Regions from separate parts of the Mus musculus genome. Here region 1 is linked to region 2. A link is a contact called in public HiCAR-type data. All regions are on one chromosome and are shown on one strand. The core of a region is the stretch at or near the end of the contact, and the rest is flanking DNA. Distances in the headings are between cores, read along the strand shown. Region 1 holds the start of Abi1 (abl-interactor 1). Region 2 overlaps Abi1 (abl-interactor 1).

The links. HiCAR-type assays count read pairs that join an accessible place to other places.
Region 1: a HiCAR-type map of embryonic stem cells shows a contact between it and region 2, with 4 times the contacts expected there. The contact joins the promoter of Abi1 here to the enhancer-like site in region 2. A contact is called at or near these places in 5 of 39 promoter capture datasets (the 3T3-L1 cell line, 3T3-L1-derived adipocytes, the C10 cell line and 2 more), 14 of 484 Hi-C or Micro-C datasets (the 4T1 cell line, the C2C12 cell line, Sertoli cells and 8 more), 16 of 115 datasets of contacts at active chromatin or transcription factors (CD8 T cells, the HPC-7 cell line, the SCID.adh cell line and 7 more) and 1 of 9 other capture datasets (adipose tissue).

Annotation. Positions count from the first base shown.
Region 1 is chr2:23,038,634-23,042,125 of GRCm38.p6, forward strand. It overlaps Abi1 (abl-interactor 1), which reads right to left and starts at 1,608. Exons shown (of 11, transcript NM_001077190.3): 1 at 1,316-1,608. The coding sequence starts at 1,432.
Region 2 is chr2:23,004,972-23,008,260 of GRCm38.p6, forward strand. All of the region lies in intron 1 of Abi1 (abl-interactor 1), which reads right to left. Among named protein-coding and RNA genes, the nearest start is that of Gm52502, 7.9 kb to the right of the region's middle. Within about 2 kb of position 1,455, at least 122 of the 459 cell types and tissues checked have an H3K27ac peak or open chromatin away from gene starts, as enhancers often do. A contact at or near this core is called in the 4T1 cell line, the C2C12 cell line, CD8 T cells and 10 more, where this site is marked.

The DNA.
Region 1 (3,492 bases), core at 358-2,857, 34 kb after region 2:
CACTACTGTATTTGCTTCTAGTGAAAACTGTTAATTTTTACTCAACCATAGGGACAAGTCAAACTACTACATACAATTCACTTACAATCGCTGATAAACACAAGCAAGCATGGCATAGTAAAAGTGCCAAGAATTTCCTGATAAATTAAGGAGCAATTCTATGTTATGACTTAAAGACTACATAATGTTTGCTAATCTACTTTATTCATATTCTTCTATGTATTAACTCAGTATAGAAAGAAATCTCAGAACATAAGCAACCACGATAACACTACTGCGTTCAAGGCCAACAGTCCAAGAACATTTAGAGGAAGAAAAGTATTTAACAGATTTCCCACTGAATTTCCCTATGAATCATTCGTGCTTTATAATAACGAGTATACATTATGCTAAAGCGGAAGTAAATATGAGGAGGTGGAAGAGGAAAAGCCCAACTTGAAAATCGCCAAGCACGCATTTTTCCTTCAATTAAAAGAATTTTAATATGGATTTTATCACACCCTCAGCAGTCACTCTCCGCACTCGATTAGGAGGTCTGTACAAATGTGACTCGTGACAATTTTTTTAAATAAATAAAAGGCACACCCTCTAGGATGAACTGACATAATCACCCTCACCCCACCCTCCAACGACACACACACACCCCACTTTTCCTTCCCTGCCCATTCCTCTCGCAGCTGTCCCAGTCCTAGGCTCATCACACCGGACATGGGGGCGACAGCGAAGTCTGAGCTCCAAGGAGACCAAGGGAGGCTGCGGGATTTCCAGGGGGACCTCAGCCAGGACCGACCCCAGCCAGGGAAGGCTGTGGGGGGTCTTAGGAACCAACCGCAGCCAAAAGAGGCAAAGCTGAATACAGCCCGACTAAGAAGAGCGGCCTGCAGTGAGCGGAGACCGGGAAGGAAAGACTGCCGGGAGCACGTCCCGGCCTGGGAAGGCTGCAGGAAACAGATCCCTGGCGGGGAAAGCGGCGGGGTTTAGGCGCAGACCTCAGCCAGGGCAGGTGGTGGGGAGCACAGCTGGGCCGGGCAGACGGCGAGAAGCAGAGCTCGGCCGGGGTAGGCTTTAGGGAGCAACGCCCGGGCAGGCTGTGGGGAGCACAGGCGGCCCCGGGCAGGCTGCGGGGAGCGGCATCGGGTCAGCGGCGCCCGCGGCGGCCCTGCTCCTCACCCATTTTCTCAAGGCGGCCACTTCCTGTATCGCCGCGGCGGCCGCCGCTCGGGCTGGGGCGGAGGGTGGCGGAGTAGGGCAGTCCCCACGGCGCCCAGCCTGCCTGTCGTCCCAGCCGCCCCCGCCGGCCGCTCAAGCTCCTCACCTGTATATAGTTGTTTTCACAGTAGTCCGCCACCCGGGTCAGGTTCTGGTAACTCTCTATCAGCGCCCTCTTGCCAGACGGGATCTCCTCCTCTAGTAACATCTGCAGCTCTGCCATTTTCCACCCCTCCGCATCGCTTCCTCTCGCATTAAAGAGACAGAGGAAGCTGAGTCCGCCGGGGACCCGAGCTCCGCACAGACCAGACGCCAACCACCCACCCTCCCTCCGCCGGGTATTGTGGGACTGCACCTCCTCCTCTTCCTCCTTACTCTCCCCGCCTCCTCCCCCCCACCCCCTCCACCCAGGACGCACAGCCGCCACAGGCTCACTTTCTCGCGAGAATCATTTCCCCCATGACAACGGGAGTCCCCCACCCATCCACTATAGCAATGCTTTCTGGGAATTGTAGTTTCTTCCTGGCTAGGCCGCGCATGCGTCTAAGGAACTTCCAAAAACTAGGAAGACTTTAAAAAAACCAATACAGTTTTAAATCTTGAGAGTCTTCTTAAGGCCCCAGAAGATGGCGCCACAAGTTGATCTAGACAACGAAATTTTTCCTATGAGAACATTGAAAATTGGCAGAACTTACTTAGGAAAGTCAGTAAGTCAAAGGCATCCAATCAGATAACGATTAAAAATAGAAATCTGAATCCTGACTTCCTCAATTTTGTAAGAGAGACTTTGCCTTCTTAACTTATGCCCCAATTCATTTAAAACCCTGAAAACTATCAATTCTCAGATGTACATCATGCAGTAGTGCTTGATATTGCAGAAACAAATGAAGCAAGGATAATTTGTACCCTAAAGAATTGAAAGAGGGAGCTGGCGAGATGGCTCAGTGGTTAAGAGCAGTGACTGCTCTTCCAAAGGTCCCGAGTTCAAATCCCAGCAACCACATGGTGGCTCACAACCATCCGTAACGAAATCTGATGCCACTCTTCTGGAGTGTCTGAGGACAGCTACAGTGTACTTACATATAATAAATAAATAAATCTTTAAAAAAAAAAAAAAGAATTGAAAGAAAGCCGGATGGTGGTGGCACACGCCTTTAATCCCAGCATTTGGGAGGCAGAGACAGGGGGATTTCTGAGTTCGAGGCCAGCCTGGTCTACAAAGTGAGTACCAGGACAGCCAGGGCTACACAGAGAAACCCTGTCTTGAAAAACCAGGAGGAGGAGGAGGAGGAGGAGGAGGAGGAGAAACTACAGAAGAAGAGGAAAAAATAAGAAAGAAGGAGGAGGAGGAGGAGGAGTTTTTGTCTTGCATTGTACAAAATTGTTTTGTTCTTATTTCTTATCACTTGCTCTGCAAATGTCTCAAAGGGTCTTTGACAGTATTTCAAGCTGTCATATCACCAGAACTATTAAATTATTTTGAAATAATAGGCTATGAAAAGAGTTGCCTAAATTTAAATATTATTTACAGACCTATATTTCCAGTCCTCTCTGGGACTCACTGAGAATCACAATTTTTGAAGTAACAACAGTACTCAGCAAACTTTTGGAAATTGTTGTTGAAAACAATGACAATAAATATTGACAAAGACATGGGGAATGGCAAATCTTAGACACTGGTACCAGAAATGTAAATTAGTTCAGCCACAATGGAAACCAGGGTGGAAGTTCCTCAAAAAGCTAAAAATAGAGCTAACTAACATATGATTCAGCCCCACCACTTCCTGGTATATGCCCAAAGGACTGTATGTTTACATACCACAGAGATACATGCACATCTGTGTTTATTGCTGTTCTCAACAGCCAAGATCTGGGCCCTCCACAGGTGTTCATCGAGAAGGACTGCATTCGTTACTTTTCTTTGTTTCCTTTTGTTCCTCCCAAATATTAAAACGTTACACGTGTGAGAGTATGTCTGTTTGTGGGTGTGTGCACATGAGTGTAGGTGCCTGCTGAGACTAAACACAGTACATGTCCCTAGAACTAGAGTTATAGGCACTTGTGAGGTACCCAACATGAGGACTCAGAGCTGTTCTCCAGTCCTCTGCAAAAGTAATACATGCACTTAAGCACTGAGCCATCTCTCCTGTCCCCCTTCATTTATTTATATATTATAATTTTAATTAAGATATAACTATATATAATATATAATTTTAAATTATAATAAAATCATAGCATCCCTGCTTTTCTTCCTCCAACTCTCCCTATGTAGCCCCCCATTTT
Region 2 (3,289 bases), core at 205-2,704:
TTGGGAATTAGCTAAGACAGTTAAAAGAAAAAGTTCATACTACTTATAACAAGCAGGCTAAATGGAAAAACTAAAGTCAGGAACAGGCAAATGTGCCCATTCATTCCACTGTTTCAATGCAGTATTTAAAGCCATAGCTAGAGCATTAATACAAAGAAAAATCAAGCTACAGATAGGAAAGGATGAAATCCAAGCATTCCTACAGACAATCTGATGGAGGCATTTCTCAACTGAAGTTCCTCTTTACAGAAAACTCTAACATATCAAGTTGACAAAATAAAAATAAACAAATAAATAAAAAATTATCCAGAACACAAGTACCATCATCAACACGCAGCTGTGGACTCTGACTACCGTACTACTTGCCAGGTCCGGCATGGCCTTGGTAGGGACAGAATGACATGGTTCCTGCCCCAGGTACAGAGACAACAGGCCTGGACCCCCACAAGTGTCCACGGCTGCTGTGGGTGTAAGGGTTGTTTGTATAATAATGCACATATTTTACGTTCCCCCTTCAAAGAAGGTTTTCCCTGTAAACATTAATGACTTCATGATAATGACTTCAGAGACAGCGTGAATCTGGGAGGCAAAGCTGTGGCTAACATGGTAACCACTGCGACTTTCAGGACAGCCCTGTGGGGTTGAACTCTGTGAAAAAGAACTCTAAAACCATGATTGCAAAAATATATAATTTTTCAACTATGAAAAATATAAGAATACAATAAAATTATGAGGGACTTCAGAAATGAAAAGTTACAAAAGCAGCTGTGAGGTGAGCCAACTTGTCAGAAAGATGCTAAGGAAGGGGAAAAAGATTTAGGAAGTGGTGGTTGCAAGAGATTCCACCCTGCTAATTTTTTTGTTTATGCTTACAAAAGCAGAAAGATTCTACAGTTCAAGGTCAGCCTGGGACAGAACAAAGTTAAACCCCAGTGTGTGGTAGAAATGGACAGGGTACCACCCAACAAACTTAACACTCTGTGCTTAACAGAGGCAAGCAGATCTCTGAATTCTTTTGCAGTTAAAAGGAAATGTGTACTTGCTTTCTCCCAAGAATTAAGGGGCTGGAGAGACAGAATGCTGATTCTTAGGATAATCAAAAGGAAACCTGGAGTAAATGACTGAATTGATATGTAGAATAAAAGACTGGGTTTATGATCTACAAGACATGAGCTATCCAGAGAATTTTCTTAGAGAATCAAGAGAGAACTGCTTAGAGAACTATCTCGAGCAGAACACAGCTAGAGATCTCTATCTAGAGAAAGTAAATCAGAGAAAAAGAAAGTACCCAGCTTCAGGTCGCTTGTTTTCACCGCCCCCAGACACCCTTTCCTCAGAAACCCTCTCCAAGCTGAGGCTGGTTCTTGGCAACTCCTGACTGGCTAGTCTAGATGTGCCTGCCCCCCACCCCCGCCCCGGAGCCGTAGTAAGAGCTAGTAAATGGGTGGAGTGCTGTGGAAAGTTGTCTTCCAAGCATGACAGGGCTGTAAGACTGAGCTCACAGCAGCATGATCACTGCCCAGGACTGGGTGGCCAAGCTGGGAAGAAATGAGTCAACACCAGTGGGAGGGGAACAAAGAGTAAGGGTGGGGGTGAATATGTTCAAAAAATATACACAGGTACGAAAATGTCACAAGACTACTATAAAAATTAATACATGCTAATTAAAGACAGAAATAAAACTAACAACAAACACCAGCAAGGATGTTAGGGAAAGGAGCCCTACTGATGGACACATACTGCCAAGCCTACCAACCTGATCTGGATCCCTAACACCTACTATGGAAGGAGAGAATGGACTCATGCTGTCCTCTGGCCTCCACATAGGCATGCTGTGGAAATCACATATTACATGTACACACACAAATAGTAACTTTTAAAATTGTAACTATCACATGACCCAGTTAAACCACTCGAATAAATATGAGTCTTGTCATAGCTAAAAAAGATGAAATAGGACTTGGGTACACAGGTAACAAAAACCAGTATGTATAAACTTCTGAATATATTGCTCAACTCTATGGTTTGGCATGGAAAGAGGTGATGTTACTCAGGACAAATTCTGACCCCATCTGAGAAACAAAAGGTAACAGAATATGCTGGGGGCTGGGGGCGGGTGGATTACTAAATATCCCGGGGGAAAGGGAGAAATACTAACCCAACTGGCTAGCTGGTGGTCCCTATACAAGTTCCTAAATGGGGCCTTAATGTTAGGTGGGGGTCCAGAATAGAAGGCATTATCTCTATTCTACCTTAGAGTCTCTGAGAGACCAAAATTAAGCCTTTAAATCACTCACAAATTACTACTATCTGCCAGAAGGAAAAGAGGAGACCCGTGTGGCTTTCCTGTTGAGGCTGTGCCATGAAAAAGTGTAACATAAAGATGAGATTACAGAAAGAGGTCCTCTCAAAAGATAACATTTTTACTCAGCCAGCCCTTGATATTAAAACAGTCTTCAGAAATTTGATTGTTGTGCCAAGCAAGCCACTAAATGATTTGGCTCGCCTACTGTGGTATTCTATAACCTAGATCAGAAGCAGGGGGGAAAGGATAAAGAAAGGCAGACAAGCAACACAGGGAACTGCCAGCTACCATAGGAACTCTTCCAGGAACACAGTCCAGCCCAGAAGGCCCTCCTTCCTCCAAGGAAGGAAGGAAGGAAGGAAGGAAGGAAGGAAGGAAGGAAGGAGAGGGGAGGAAGATGTTGAGTTTTTATTGTTTTTATTTCTATGTGAACTGACGTTTTGAATTTGTATGTCTGTGCGCCTTGTACATGCAGTGCCTGACAAGGCCATAAGAGGGCGTCAGACCCTCTAGAACTGGAGTTACAGGTGGTTGTTAGCTGCCACGTGAGTGCTGGGAATTGAACCCAACTCCTCTAGGAAGCAGTCAGTGCTCTAAGTCAGGTCGGCTTCCTCCGTGAGCGAGAAGGCCATCTTCAACACTGTTTCAGAGACAAAAGTGGCCCCCAGAACCCATTTCATCTATAAAGACAATCACTAGAAGATTCCATGCATTCAGAATCTGTCTATAGACTAAAGTCATCTTTTTACCCCAATGGGCCTGGAGCCTCCCCAAAACACTATGCCAGTCTATCCAGAGGAGCCTGGTACAATCTTGCCTGTAGCAGAACACCAGATCCCTTGTCCTAAGTAAGCCTGATTCAAAGTCCCCTGGCCTTAGATCCCAACAAAATTCTACTATGAAGGGCATATATCAGTCAGCCCCTTGAAAGATATATTACTCAGCCTCTTGCCTGTTCCTGGGGAGATCTTCATTTTTATCTTT